Regions from separate parts of the Mus musculus genome. Here region 1 is linked to region 2. Evidence: chromatin contacts called from public promoter capture Hi-C data. All regions are on one chromosome and are shown on one strand. Each heading gives the region's core, a stretch centred on a gene start, on an enhancer-like site or on the middle of the called end of the contact. The rest is flanking DNA. Distances are from core to core; before and after follow the strand shown. Region 1 has its middle 20 kb from the start of 1810008I18Rik. Region 2 has its middle 44 kb from the start of Gm33234.

Evidence for each region. Promoter capture Hi-C pulls out the DNA fragments that hold promoters and counts their contacts.
Region 1: a contact with region 2 is called in a promoter capture Hi-C map of liver, with 2.5 times the contacts expected there. The contact joins two enhancer-like sites. A contact is called at or near these places in 5 of 39 promoter capture datasets (the 3T3-L1 cell line, 3T3-L1-derived adipocytes, hippocampal neurons and 1 more), 2 of 484 Hi-C or Micro-C datasets (MC3T3-E1-derived osteoblasts and nephron progenitors) and 3 of 115 datasets of contacts at active chromatin or transcription factors (embryonic fibroblasts and embryonic stem cells).

Annotation. Positions count from the first base shown.
Region 1 is chr7:65,821,439-65,824,138 of GRCm38.p6, forward strand. No RefSeq gene overlaps it. Among named protein-coding and RNA genes, the nearest start is that of 1810008I18Rik, 20 kb to the left of the region's middle. Within about 2 kb of position 1,298, at least 33 of the 459 cell types and tissues checked have an H3K27ac peak or open chromatin away from gene starts, as enhancers often do. A contact at or near this core is called in liver, where this site is marked.
Region 2 is chr7:65,736,382-65,739,108 of GRCm38.p6, forward strand. No RefSeq gene overlaps it. Among named protein-coding and RNA genes, the nearest start is that of Gm33234, 44 kb to the left of the region's middle. Within about 2 kb of position 1,445, at least 16 of the 459 cell types and tissues checked have an H3K27ac peak or open chromatin away from gene starts, as enhancers often do. A contact at or near this core is called in liver, where this site is marked.

The DNA of each region.
Region 1 (2,700 bases), core at 48-2,547, 85 kb after region 2:
ATAAAAGAGAAGTAATACCTAATATGGAGTCTTTGTCCACTGAGCGATGTCTTTGATCTACCTATGAGACCTCAGCCTCCTCCTTCTTTCTTTGCACCATTGCTCGCTCCCAACAGACGTGCCACCATAAGCCCAGAGCCACAATGCCAACTTATCATGGACCAAGATCTCCAAAATTGTGAACCAACATACACTTTTCCTCTTTGCAAATTGGCTTCATAAAGTGACAGAAAACTGATGGATACTTTGTCCATGTCAATAAAAATGAAGAAAATGGTGAACAGGGTCAAGCACTTGCCTAGCACACATGAGGTTCCAAGTTCAGGCCTGCACACAACAAGAAAACCGAAGAGAAGTTTCTGATCTGCCTTGCAGCAATACGACCCTCATGCAAGACCTTGCCTTGCATCCTTAAGAGAAGAACACTGAAGGATCCACCCAGCTGTCTATCAGCACAGACTTCACTCAATCACATTTTCACTGTTGTTCACAGTTCCATCATACCGTTGTAATGAAACCTCCATAAAACCCAAGAAAGGGGGGCTGGAGAGATGGCTCAGAGGTTAAGAGCACTGACTGCTCTTGCGAAGGTCCTGAGCTCAAATCCCAGCAACCACATGGTGGCTCACAACCATCTGTAATGAGAGCAATGAGATCGGATGCCCCCTTCTGGTGTATCTGAAAACAGCCACAGTGTACTTATATATAACAAATAAATAAAAATCTTTTTTTTAAAAACAAACAAACAAAAAGGCAATGTCTAGAGACCTTATGGGGGTTCCTGAGGGGGTGCTCAAAGAGGGCATGAGAGCTCAACAACCCTTCTCCCAGACTTTAATCTCTCCGTCTGTATCCTTTAAAATAAAAGTTGTATTTCTTAGTTGTGTGAGCATTTCAGCAAACTGATTGAACCGAAAAGGGCCAGAGCAATGGAAGTCAGTTATTGGCAAAAGTTTGAGCTTTCCTGTGCCAGCCCTTGCTTTGAATAACGACATGGAGGCCTTTATACTTATTAATGAATTTCAGGCACTAATGGGCAAATTCTATGTTCTTCTAATCCGACTATGCTGGCCTGTCCTGCTTCCCAGCCAGGTGGCCCTTTACCCTTAGCCTCTCTCTGGCACCTCCTCTTTCATTTGTGTTCCAATGAAGATGGCAGCAACTCCCTGGGTCCCACCTGAGACCCTCTCTCCTAGTCCAGGCATGGATGTCCTGCCTTGTTCTCTCCAGAGCAGTCAGCCCTTATTTAACCAATCAAGAGGTGAGTCACAAAAAATGCTGAGTCACACCAAAGTCCAAAGTGCAACCAGGTCTCTGGGGACAGAAATCAGCCTGTGAATACACAGATCACAAAGTATCCCCCTACAGTTATTTGGTTACTTTTGTTTGTTTGAGGGTAACACGGTCTTACTGTGTAGTCATGGGTGCCCTGGAACTTGCTGTGTTGAACAGGCTGGTCTGGAACTCATAGAGACTCACCTATCTCTTCCTCCTAGGAGCTGTGACTAAAAGGACAAGTGGATACTATGTCCAGATTTTTCTTTCTCTTGTTGCTGTAACCAAATACCTGACAGGAAGTGACTCAGAGGAAGAAGGACACATTTTAGCTTACATTGTAGTTTCATGGACAGAGGAACGTGGCCACTAGGAATCTGGCTGGTTAGATTACAGCAGAAATGGGGAAGGAGAGAGAGGGGAGCAGCAGGAGAGGCCACCAGAACCTGGGCCAGGTTTCAACTCAATACATTCACTATTTAGGTACTAACTGTTCATACACAAGAACCAACAGGAACACCTCATACCCACAACACAACAAACATCTCCTTTCCAGATGGCCAGTCAGAAGCACAGGAAAAGCAGCCAGTGGCTTGGGGTTGCAATAAAAAGTCGAAAGGCACTTTTGTGGACTTAGCCTTACCTAGTGCGATACAACTTATCTTAGTCCAAGCTATCTTCACATCTCAGTTAGTTAGGGTTTCTTTTTTTTTTTTAAAGATTTATTTATTTATTTATTTATTATATGTAAGTACACCGTAGCTGTCCTCAGACACTCCAGAAGAGGGAGTCAGATCTCGTTACGGATGGTTGTGAGCCACCATGTGGTTGCTGGGATTTGAACTCCTGACCTTCGGAAGAGCAGTCGGGTGCTCTTACCCACTGAGCCATCTCACCAGCCCTAGTTAGGGTTTCTATTGCTATAACAAAACCCAATGACCAAAAGGTGAGTTGGGGAGGAAAGGGTTTATTTGGCTTACATATCCGTTGTACTCACTATTAATGATCAAAGGAAGTCCGGACAGGAACTCAAGCAGGGCAGGATCCTGGAGGCAGGAGCTGATGCAGAGGCTACTGGGGTGCTGCTTATTGGCTTCCTCACATGGCTATTTGGTCTGCTTTCTTTTAGCACACAGGACCACTAGTCTAGGGATGGCCCCACCCACAATATATTAAGCCCTCCCTCATCAATCACTAATTAAGAACATGCTTGACAACATCCCAATCTTTTGGAGGTATTTTCTCAATTGAGGGAGGAGGCTCCCTCCTCTCTGACAAATCTAGCTTGCATCAAGTTAACATCAAACTAGTCGTCAGGACACTCCAAGAGAAAGTGTCACCCACTGGATTAGAGGATGTTACCAGCGTCCTATGCTGCAGAATCACCTGCTGGCTGGTGAGGTCAGAGATGTGTTATGAGTTTAA
Region 2 (2,727 bases), core at 195-2,694:
ATCCACCTTTCACTAACAAGACCAAGAAGAAAAGGCACATTGGCTAACATGTCTGTGAATTGGTGGCTTGGCCACACTTGGGATAAGGGAAAAGGTGAGACGAGGAAGGACTGACTAGACAGGAGTCTTCCTGGACAGCAAGATCCCACAATCTGGCCATTCCTGCAGGTCCGCTAAGCCAGACTTGCTGTTTGATATTCTGGATGAAGCCAGGAGACAGGCAGCAGGCAGGGTGGGGAGGGCAGGTCCAGTGCTGGCATCTCCATCTGGGGTTGGGGTCGTCTCTTCTGAGAACATCCCCTTTGGATTTACCAGAGGAAAATCTTGATCCTTTGAGGACCCGCACCACAATGTGGTGTTTGCTAAGGCCTGGACTACTGGACCCAGGATGGGCCCCAGCTCCAGGCTGGAGGGAGCAGGAGAGCACGGTCCTAGGTGGAAGATGGGAATCCCCTTGGCAGCGAGTCAGGGGTGAGGGTGGGGGCACTGGCCATAACTTTCTAGGGTCTCTGTCCATATCTCTCTGAGTTAGCCTCACATGTATGCTCGGGGATCACTTTCATGGACCATCTTCCTAGTGTCTTGCCGAGGAAGAACCAGGCTAAGGCTACCTTCACACTGACCACACCCAAGCTGCAGCCTGGATGATGCTTGTGAGTCTTGGTGCAGCTTCATTCCCTGGACAGCACAGGCCCCAGGCAGGCAGCAGACTGGGAACCTCGACCCAGGCTTCCCCACTCTGTTTCCAGCCAGCTGGCCCCTTGGTGGCACTGATCACTCCCTCGCAGAGGATACCTTAGAAAATTTCAGGAGTGGGCACAGGGAATATTTTTATCTCTATTTGGGAATAGCTCCTCTGGGGTTAATGTTAGAGGCTCTTTGATCCCTGGGAAACATGCAAGAGAAAGGTCAGGTGGCTTGCCTGGGTTTTGTTTTCTGTAGGGGGAAGGCTGGGCTATCTGATAGCATTCTGTGATCTGGACCCGCTGCTGGTTCCCAGGGAGTATGCCGCTGGCTCCAGCACGGCTGCTTCAGTTAGAGGGCCCTGTCCTTGCTTCCATGACCTTGTTCCACCCTCATTGGAACCATGATTCATTGGGCATGTGTGGGCGGTGGATGATTGGCTCTGAGTCCCTTGGCTAGCGAGTAGTGAGGTGAGTTTTGAAGCTTGCACACCTAGGTATGGTTGCCTGATCCCAGTCACCTCAGCCATACTTGGGAACAGTGTCTACCAAGACACTCGTTGCTCTAAGAAGCATGGGGCCTGGTAACTGACGCTGCTGTCCAGAAGTGCACGTGTTACCAGGCACGATGGAGGGCAGATAAGGTCACAGTGGAAGACAGGAGCGACAAATGTGGTCAGTGAAGGCTCCTCCTGACCCAGGTTCACCCCAGCAGGCCATCAAAAGACCGCCTTTGCTCCCTGAAGAGGCCAGCCCTGACAGAAAGTGTACTCAGCACCTTTGGCATGTTGCCCAAGGCCTCTGTCCCAGGGCTGGCCAGCAGCTGGTTTGTAGTACTCAAGAAAAGCCAACTTTTAAGTGATCTGGAATTTTTGCGAACCAGTTGTTAAACACAGGCATGTTAACCATTAATTATTTGAACTTGCAATTAAGTATGCTATATGAGAACCAACACTTCCTAATTAATTTTACCAAATTATTTATGCTTAGGGCTTGTATCTGTGTGTTATATCAATAGAAACTGTAGATAATGGTAGCCACAAGACATCTCTCTCTTCCTAAATCCATGTTCTGTGATGTGTTGACAGCTGGAAATTGGAAGTAGAAGGGATATTGGCCAACATTACAAGTGAGGGCTTAGATGTTGTTTTGTTGATTTTTCTAGACTGTGATAAGAAAATAACGCAGATTTAATTTAAAAGTTCATCATGGAATCATACAAAGTAGGCTAAATCTGACCAGGAGACAAACATCACTCAGGGGAACTTAATATAGAATTATTAACCACAATAAAAGTACAATCTATTGGGGAGACTTAGGAGAGCTACCCACGTATGTAAAATGCTGTCATGGATACAGACTTCATTGGACAGAGTGATAGCCAGCTACAGAATGGTCCAGAAGGGATCCACATAGCTGAGACCAAAGTGGGCAGCCTGGGAGTAGGTGATTAGCAATTGAAGTTCTGGGTCTGCAGATGCTGAAGGGGAAGCTTGCAAAGGTGCCTGCAACTGGTGGGACCTGAGGCACCAGGCAGGCTTCCTGGTAGGCTGGGACCAGGGTCTGAGCAGAGAGGGATGAATACAGTACTTACCAAGTACAAGCAAGGTTGTGGATGGATGGTGTTCTCAGCCTGATGGCCCAGCAGATTCCACCAGATGTCCTCACATCTGCATAACTGACTCTTCCCTCAGCCACCCAGAAACAACGGGAAGCCTCATCCACAAACCATCATGAACTCATGGCTTAGAGTAACACACAGAGATTCCTCTTGAAGCTTGGGTGTCAGAAATGTCAAAGCACTTTGGCTCCAGCTGTCAAGGTTTTAGGAGGGTCACTCTCTCGGGCTATAGGAGGGAAACCACTTACCTACCTCCCTCTCTCCAAGGCTGTTTAGAGCCGAATTTCTCCTAGCTCTATTTTTCATTGTCAAAAGTTGCAGCTTTGAGTGGCCAAGATGGCCGAGTAGGTAAAGACACTTGTTTGATAAGCCTGAGAACATGAGTTCCATGCCTGGGACACACATGAGAGAGGATGGGAATTG